Linked DNA regions of Rattus norvegicus: region 1 is linked to region 2. Evidence: chromatin contacts called from public Hi-C data. All regions are on one chromosome and are shown on one strand. The core of a region is the stretch at or near the end of the contact, and the rest is flanking DNA. Distances in the headings are between cores, read along the strand shown.

Region 1 (4,271 bases), core at 700-3,199, 120 kb before region 2:
GCTGTAAATAAATGATGGAACTATGGGGTAAAAGGGAGAGAATAGGAGAGTTTCAGTTAGCCAGGCATGGTAGTGCACGCCATTGATCCCAGCGCTGGAGAGGCAAAGGACAGCCAGGAATACGCAGAGAGACCTGTCTCAAGAAAATCATATTAAAACACAAAGAATAACTATATATAATATATGCGTTATATATATGTATATGTGTGTGTATATTCTGTGATCTGACAGTATGTATATTGTATTATATATTTTCTATGTTATCTGGCAGTGTATATATTGTATTTATATGCATGTATATGTATATATATTCTACATTATCTGACAGTATATTTATATGATATTGTTTTTATATGTGTATATATATATTCTATGTTATCTGACAGTGTGTAAATATAGTATTATATATTTTTATGTTATTTGACAGTGTATTTGTATGATATTGTGTCTATGTGTATGTATATATATTCTATGTTATCTGACAGTGTATTGTATGATATTGTACTTATATGTATATATATTCTGTTATCTGACAGTTATATATATATTGTATTTATATCTATGTACGTATATATTCTATCTTATCTAACAGTGGATAGATAGATAGATAGATAGATAGAGATGCTGTCAGACAGCAGAAAGGTCAGTCTCTCAGGAGGTTAAGCCTCCGAGATCCTGCAAACCAGGCCAGGCTATGTTCTTTGCAAGAGAAATGAAAGAACAAAGAAAACCAGATATAAGTGTACAGGAAAGAGAGTGAAACCTGACTGGCCTGACCGCTGCGGTCACCCTAGGAGCTCCTCCACCATCCACAGCCTCCATCTTCTGAGCCCTAGACGCTCACCTGCAGTGAGCGGGTTCCACTCTCCCACTTAAGATGCTTGTGTTACAGGGGCTCGCTCGGTCCATGAAAGAATCTTCCTTCACAGAGTCCCAGAAGCTGGCAGTGCTCTGTGCATTCCCAGCAGGGCTCTGGAGTGCTGTTTGCAGTCTGTGTGACTTTGGTCCCACTGGATTTCCCCCTCCCTAACTTCTGAACAAATCTGATTCAAAGGTTCGTTTCTGTAGTCTAGCAGGATTCTATTAGCCAGGTTTCAGTCCCTGTGAAATTGGGTCTGAGTTTGCTGAGTGTCCTGAGCTGCCACATCAGTGACGCAGAGGGGTTTTGGTGGGCTGGTTGTTTTTGTTGTTGTTGTTGGTGGTGGTGGTAGGTGTTTTGTTTTGTTTTGTTTTGTTTGGTTTGGTTTGGTTTGGGTTTTCGAGGCAGGGTGTCTCTTAGTAGCCTTGACTATCCTGCATTTCGATCTGTAGACCAGTCTGGCCTCTAACTCAGAGACCGTCTTGCCTCTGCCTCCCGAGCGCTCGGACTCCTGGCTGACACAGAAGCATTTTTAAATGGTGTCTTGCTTCTGTTTTGTCAGGCTTCTCCAGCTAAGTATCTAGTGCTGAGGGAAAGGGCTTTCCTGGCATCTCCTGCTAATGCACTGGGCATGGCCTTTAAACAACGATGTCGAGACTGGCTGCTGCTCCTCTGATAACTGCTTGGTCAGCCTTACCTGGAGGCTGGCAGGCTTGGTGTCATTGCCATCCTGAAATGCCAGGGTTCCGGGAGCGGGTCAGAACACTCAGTTCAGACGGTGCTAGGGACTGAACCTGGGGCCTCGTGCATGGTTAGCGGGCACTCTACCAGTTAAGCCACAAACCCCGGTCCTCAGCCATTTTTATGCAGAACACAGCTAGGCTTGGCGTATTATTGATCTATTGATCTGGAATATCAGAGTCTTATTTATACTCTCCCTTTCAGCGTCCTGTTTGGTAACCTTGAATTGGACCTTGTCTTATTGAACCTTGTCCAACAATCAGATTAATCTGATTGGCCTAGTGGTCAGGCAGTGGATCCCCAGGGAGTGCCAGGTAGCATGGTAAACACTTGGAACAGCTGGAAATGGAGAGAGGAAAGGGCCTGGAGGAGCCTGCCTTGTGGTACCTGCTCAGAGAGGGGACTGATGAACACAGAGTGAGTGAGGGTGCTGGAAGGCGCTGAGTGCCTTCATTGAAGGAAAAAGCTAATTGAAGAGCCTGGGAGAGCGGGCCCAGGCGAGTGTGGCATCTGAACAAGACAGCAGGAGTCGCTAAGTCAGCCTCTTGAATACCTAAGCACACGCATTCCACACGGAGGGAGTAACTGCTCTGAAAGCCTGAGGCAGGCACATGCCTGGCGTGCGGGGAAAGCCATGTGTCTGGAGTGGTTAATGATACTGGTAGATCCGGCCAAAGGAGCATTAGATCTGGTTACGTCAGGCCTAGAAGCCATTGTATGACCCAGAGTATTTAATCTGAGTGACATGGGAGTTGTGTCAGAATATTTTTAAATCATTGCATTCTGGTCTATGTGTATGCGTGTTTTCGCTGCATACAAGTCTGTACACTACATATGTGACAGGCGCCTGCAGAGGCCAGAAGAGGGCGTCAGATCCCCTGGAACCGTGTTTATAGACAGCTGCAAGGTGCCATTGGGGGGTGCTGGAAAGTGAACCCAGGTTCTGTGGAAGAGCAGCCAGTTTTCTTAACACCAGATCCATCTCTTCAGCTCCCACTGGGTCAGAATTCTGAACAGAAGAGTGACAAACCTCTTATAAAGATGTCAAGCAGCCATGCTGAGAAGAGACAGCTGTCAATGGTGCAAGAGTTAGGTGGTCCGTTACAATCCTGCTCTTCCAAACCACCGTGACAGTGACCATGGGGAGAGAACTGGAAAATGGTTAGAGTCTGGGGACACTTGAGGACCAAATGGATGTGGCATTTTGGAGAAGAATATCTTCAAACTAAGTGGGTAGTCTGGACCTAGAATCCCCAGGCACTCAGGAGCTGAGTCAGGAGGATTGACATGAGTTCGTGGACAATCCTGGGTGTGCAGTGAGACGCTGAGTCTAGAAAAGACAGGGTTGGAGCTAGACAGATGGCTCAGTGCTTAAGAGCACGGACTGCTCCTCCAGCAGACCCATGGTTCAGTTCCCAGCATCCACGTGGTGGCTTGCAAAGGTCTGTAGCCCCAGTTCCGGGGGATCTGATATCCTGTTTGGGCCTCTGCAAGTACCAGGCACACCTATACACATTGTGGAGGTTCGAATGAAAATGGGCCCCCTAGGCTCATAGGGAGGGTGCCATCAGGAGGTGTGACCTTAGTGGAGAAAGTGGGTCAGTGGGAGTGGACTCGGAGGTTTCAGATGCTCAAGCCAGGCCCAGTGTCTCACTTTCTTCCTGTTGGCCTCAGACCCAGACGGAGAACTCCCAGCTACCTCTCCAGCACCATGTCTGTCTGCCTGCCTGCCGCCTTGCTTCCCGGCATGACAATAAGGGACTAAACCTCTGAACTGTAAGCCAGCCTCATTAAGTGCTTTCCTTAGTGAGTTGCACTGGTCATGGTGTCACTTCACAGCGATAGAAAGCCCAAGACACACATAAAAAAAATAAAATAAAAGTGGGGATAGGTGTTAGCTTACAGTACTTATTCAGCTTGCACGAACTCCGGGGGACTCAGTCCCCACCACTGCATAAAACTGGTTCATGTCAGTAATCCCAGAGCTCAGGAGCTGGAAACCAGAGGACAGAAGCTGAATTCATCTTCAGTTACACAGCAAGTTAGGAACAAACCTGGAATATGTAATACTCAAATAAAATCTGACTTCCTCTCAGGCAGCTGGAAAGAGGAGGTTGTCGCTGTCAGCTGAGGGGAAGGGGAGCCGTCTGAGATGCTCTTTCCTTTTAATGGAGAAGTTGACAGTTGGATACCTAAGTCGGGAGCTCTGGAGCTAAGTCTGGGTTAGAGGGGCAGCTAGTAGTCTGCAGTCATTTCCTTTAAAGAGCAGGCACATCCATGGATGCAGACACCATGGGTATCCTGGGAAAATCCCCCAAAGCATGCAGAAGAGGGACTGCTATGTAAAGGTGGCGGTTGTTAGCATATACAAAGCACTTGAAGCCATAGAGCAGGAGAGTGTTCCTGCTGGCTGCCCCGGGTGATCCCAGCTACTGGAGGGACCGAGTGGGAAGATCACTGATGGCCAGGAGTCTGAGAAAAGCCCAAGCAGCAAAGGGAGACATAGTCTCAAAAAAAAAAAAAAAAATCAAACTGAAACATAACCCTGGCGAAAGCCTGCAATCTCAGTGGAGGACCAGTAATAGAACCCAGAGCTGCTCAGGTCAGAGCCACCTGCAGCTGTGACTCTCTCCTCCCTCTAACGATTCTGCACATAAGGGTACCAGACTCC
Region 2 (4,237 bases), core at 723-3,222:
AGACAATGACACCAAAATGAGATAATATTCCCGTGCCACCGTCCAACATACCCTTGGCCCTGAGTCTTCCGGCTATAGCTGACAGCGAGTTTGGCCATCAGGAAGCACACACAGGGACCAGCGTAGGCCGGTTACCCAGTCGGGACTATGGTTGAACCGTGTACCTGTGAGGCCTGGAGAACAGCTAGTGGGGAGGGCCGGGAGGGCTCGTGGGTACATCTGTAATCTCGACTTTTCTCTGCCTCTCAGCCCGCAGGCTGGCCAGGCACAGGTGAGCTCAGATATCCTGTTCCCTCGGGCAGCAGGCATGCCCTTGGCACGTCCACTGGTGGAGCACTATGACCCCCAGGGCCTGGACCCCAACATGCCTGTCATCATCAATACCTGCAGTCTCCGGGAGGAAGGGGAGGGCACAGATGACAGGCACTCGGTGGCCGATGGAGAGATGTACCGGTACAGCGAGGATGAGGACTCAGAGGGTGACGAGAAGAGTGAGGAGGAGCTGGTGGTACTCACAGACTGATCCTCAGCTAGCTGGGCCTGGCCCGTCACCGCTGGGGGAAGAGAACTTGTTCCCAACCCGACAGGCACAGCCAGCCTTCCTGAACTATGTTGGTACTTGGACTTTGGGCGTGCCCAGGTAATGGGTGAAACCGCGTTTGTAGATACATTCCCCAGGCGGGGCTCCTCCTCTTCATCACACCTCCAGGCACATCTGAGGAGCCAACGGCCTGGCTGGGTGGGATTCACGTGGCTGTGGTGAACCAAGCTGGCTGAGGGTTTTAGCCCTTGGGGCGAATGGCCTGGGACCACTGGGTGTATACCCTCCTGTATGTCCACCCACTCGAGGGGATGGCAGGGATATACCTGTCCCCTTAAGGTCACATGCTTTGTTTCCATTTTGTCTCGGCCCAAACCAGCCATGGTGGGACAATATGTCTGCCCTAGAAGCTCCCAGGTCACCCCTGTGTCACCTGGGTTACTCTGTACTCTGTGCAGTCTGGCTGTCCCGTCTTTGTCTTCCAAGTCCACGTGCCTCTGGCTGCTGTGTGTCTGTGCGCAGCTCACGTTGTCATCCCTCCACTCTTGGCGGAAGGTATTTGCTGGGTGGTCACTGTGAGCCAGGCGTGCTGGTGAGATCCGTGATGTGTGTCTTAATGCTTCTCTGGGGGCTTCTTCTGTGTTCCTTTGTCCCCAAAATGCTACCTCTTTGTCAGTCTGGTGTCTCAGGTTCTGTGTATTTTCTTTCCATGTGCATTTTCTCTCTTCCTCTGTCTGTCCCTGCTCCCTCCCACCACACCTGCTGTATCTTCTGGGTGTTTGTAGGGCCCAGCCTGCCCCTGGGACTGGCAGTTTCCTGACCCCATGACCCCTTTCCTCCCTTCTGACTTTGCCAGTCAGTTCCCATGGAGCCATTTTTAGCTCCTGGGACCGTGAGAGCGTGCCTAGGCCTCCAAGGGGCTCTGCCCCAATTCCCAACCTGTGTCCCCAGGCATGGGGGTCTTTTGTCAGTGACAGCCCTGCAGAGGGGACTCCATGGCAGCTGGTCTCCATCCCTTCTTCATGAGCTTAGGGTGGGTTCTTCCCTCCCCCACCTCGTCCTGGGGAATGGGCTCCACTCGTTATAAATAAGCTTTCTGGTTGTGTACCAAGAAAATCAAAGACCATCAGCACCCAGCTTCAAAGATCTGGAGCTGCCCTGGGTCAGGGAAATGATCCCAAACCCCACATGGCCGGGCGCCTCCCTCCCCACCTCTGTTGACCCCATTTCTCTCCAGACTGTTTCTTTTTATGACTGTAAACATAGATAGTGCTTTATTTTGTTACTAAGAAGATAATGATGAATAACTTAACCAGCATATTTGTTTTCTGATGGTGTAATAAAGACCGACCATTTCAGAACGTGCCCTTGCTCTGCTGGGAGGCTGGCCTGACCACATTCCCAAGGCTGGCACCAGCCGGTCGCTGCTGCCCCCTGGTGGTAGCATGTGGGAGTGTCAGGCAAAGTGTCTAAAAGAAATGGCTCTGACAAGCGGGGAGAACATAGGGCTTGTGAAGGCCACATTGCTGAGGGAGGCACTGTAGCAGCCTGGAGGAATGGGCTCAGCTCTCCCCCTTTGGGAGAGGAAGCCACTTGAATCCAGTGAGAGTTGTGGGCTCATCCGGCAAGAGGGTTCTCACACAAACACCCAGGAACTCTCGTGGGCTCCCTGCCTTTCAGGACTCCATGACCTTACACTGGAATGGGGATTTCAAAGGCATAGTTGTGAAAGGATCGTCGCTGGAGACAGGGCTGGAGGAAAGGACAGAATTCCTCAAAATTAATAGGGTTCTCTAAGACAGGTCTTGGTTAAATTCATACCATCAGCATGGTGTGGGAGAAAACAAACTGAGCTTGTGAAAGAAATGGGGCAGATTAACAAAGGTGGCATGTGTCCCTGAGGAGGGGGGCGATGGGGCGGTATATGTTCCTCACAGGCACAGTCCGAGGTGTGCCGGTCCAGTCCAAACCCCTTCTTTAGGAAAGGCTGCTGCATCATCTGGAGGGGGCCGGAGTCAGCCTTTGAGAATGAGGGCTCCTGATGGAGGATCCCTTAGAGGAATGGCCAAAAGGAGCCAGGGTCATCCAGTCCACCAAATGGGGCCGGAGGAAAAAGACTGGCAAAGGTGGATGCTGTGTGTTGTGGGATTGAGCCTGAGCGCTGATAGTCTCAATGTTCACTATTTTGGCTACAGACAGACAGACAAGACGGACAGACAGTCTCTCTCCCTCTCTCTCTCTCTCTCTCTCTCTCTCTCTCTCTCTCTCTCTCACCCTTACCCTTCAGCAAAGATGTGGGGAAGTATAGGGAACTTAAGAACTAATGGTGCACACTTGCCACCAAAGGGAGTTTCTTAATTTTACATGCTGGTGAGACAGTGGATAAAGCGGGATTTAGACCACACACTGCCAAGAACTGGGGCCAGTCAATGAGGGACTGTCCTGACTCCTGGCTCTGTCCTTCAGAGCTCTGGCTGCTGTTTCTTGCTGTCCTCACACTCCTTGGTGCCCTGTCCGGCCCTGACGCAGGGGCCAACAACAAAGAGACCTGCCCTGGCTTCTGAAAACGTCTTTGGCCTCTGCCTGGCCCTGTTAAGTGGCCACTAGGGGGAGCTGCTTGACTCAAAACCCCTAACTTCACTCCAAACTCTCAACTCAGACAATTAGATCCCATAACCTACAGTTGGTCCTGAAGGGTCTGGGCCCTCACCACCAAAGGCATTCCGGGTACCTTTGTCCACAGGTCTCACCTAGCTGCTGTGCTGTCGCCACCCCAAGCCCTCTGGCCAACTGGAACCTCATCCCTTCCCGTGAGAAGCAGGGCAGGGCAGATGGGCAGAAGCAGGGACAGTGTTCTGGGCAGCTAGCCACAGGCTCACCTAGCCCCTGCCCACCTCCGCACAGGCCCAGGGTCAGTCCCAGGAAGATGGCCTTGGCCTGGAGCACTTGCCTAGGGAGACAAGAGGGAGGTGGGACTCAAGCTTGATGGTGAAGGAGCACAGAGTCCTCTGCTATCCCTGCCACTCCCCATTCATTGTAGCACTTGTCTTCAAGGGGGTGACACAAACTACACATGTCCACCCTCGCAGGAGCTCGCTCCACCCTGGTTCCAGGGTGGCTGAAGAGAGTAGGGTGGGCGTGGCTACATAATTCGTCCACGACCATCTGAGTCAACAGGTGACCGACCGTGCGGACCCCTCCTTCCCACTCTGGCACCATTTGTATGCCTGGGCATATCTTTTCCCCCAACTCCTCCTCTATGGCATAGAGGTGTACAGGCTGTGCCTTAACTCAAGCAGGAGGGAACGCCAATGGCATAGCAGAAGGGAGGCTGAGTCTGGCCCAGGTTCTCCACGTGCATACAACAAGCCAAGTGGCACTCCAAGCCACTGCATCCAAGACCACATCCAAGAAACAAACATTTTAATGCAGAAAACCATGATAATCTACAAATGAATCACAGTGGAGGCCTATACCGGACCCCCTCAGGAACTGTAAGGACTGGGACGTGGACACTGAACTGACAACACCGTCAGCATCTGGACATGCCCAGGCAGCTGTGCTGGCCTCACGGCACCTAGGCCTTGCCCCCTTGCCTTCCACCATTCATTCCCCAATGGGAAGACCAGAAGTTAAGTTCAGAATAGAAGGGGGAGAGGTGGAGGATGCTGCTGGCTCTGGTACCTGCCCCATGAC

Evidence for each region. A called contact is a pair of places that touch in the nucleus more often than the background predicts.
Region 1: a Hi-C map of liver shows a contact between it and region 2, with 3 times the contacts expected there. The contact joins two enhancer-like sites. A contact is called at or near these places in 7 of 12 Hi-C or Micro-C datasets (the A7r5 cell line, Schwann cells, kidney and 3 more) and 1 of 1 datasets of contacts at active chromatin or transcription factors (oligodendrocytes).

Annotation. Positions count from the first base shown.
Region 1 is chr13:47,502,134-47,506,404 of GRCr8, reverse strand. No RefSeq gene overlaps it. Among named protein-coding and RNA genes, the nearest start is that of Sox13, 77 kb to the right of the region's middle. Within about 2 kb of position 1,949, at least 2 of the 93 cell types and tissues checked have an H3K27ac peak or open chromatin away from gene starts, as enhancers often do. A contact at or near this core is called in liver, where this site is marked.
Region 2 is chr13:47,380,811-47,385,047 of GRCr8, reverse strand. Sox13 (SRY-box transcription factor 13) reads left to right here. Exons shown (of 14, transcript NM_001105952.1): 14 at 250-1,903. The coding sequence ends at 523. Etnk2 (ethanolamine kinase 2) reads right to left here. Exons shown (of 8, transcript NM_001419594.1): 8 at 3,948-4,237. Among named protein-coding and RNA genes, the nearest start is that of Etnk2, 20 kb to the right of the region's middle. Within about 2 kb of position 1,972, at least 5 of the 93 cell types and tissues checked have an H3K27ac peak or open chromatin away from gene starts, as enhancers often do. A contact at or near this core is called in liver, where this site is marked.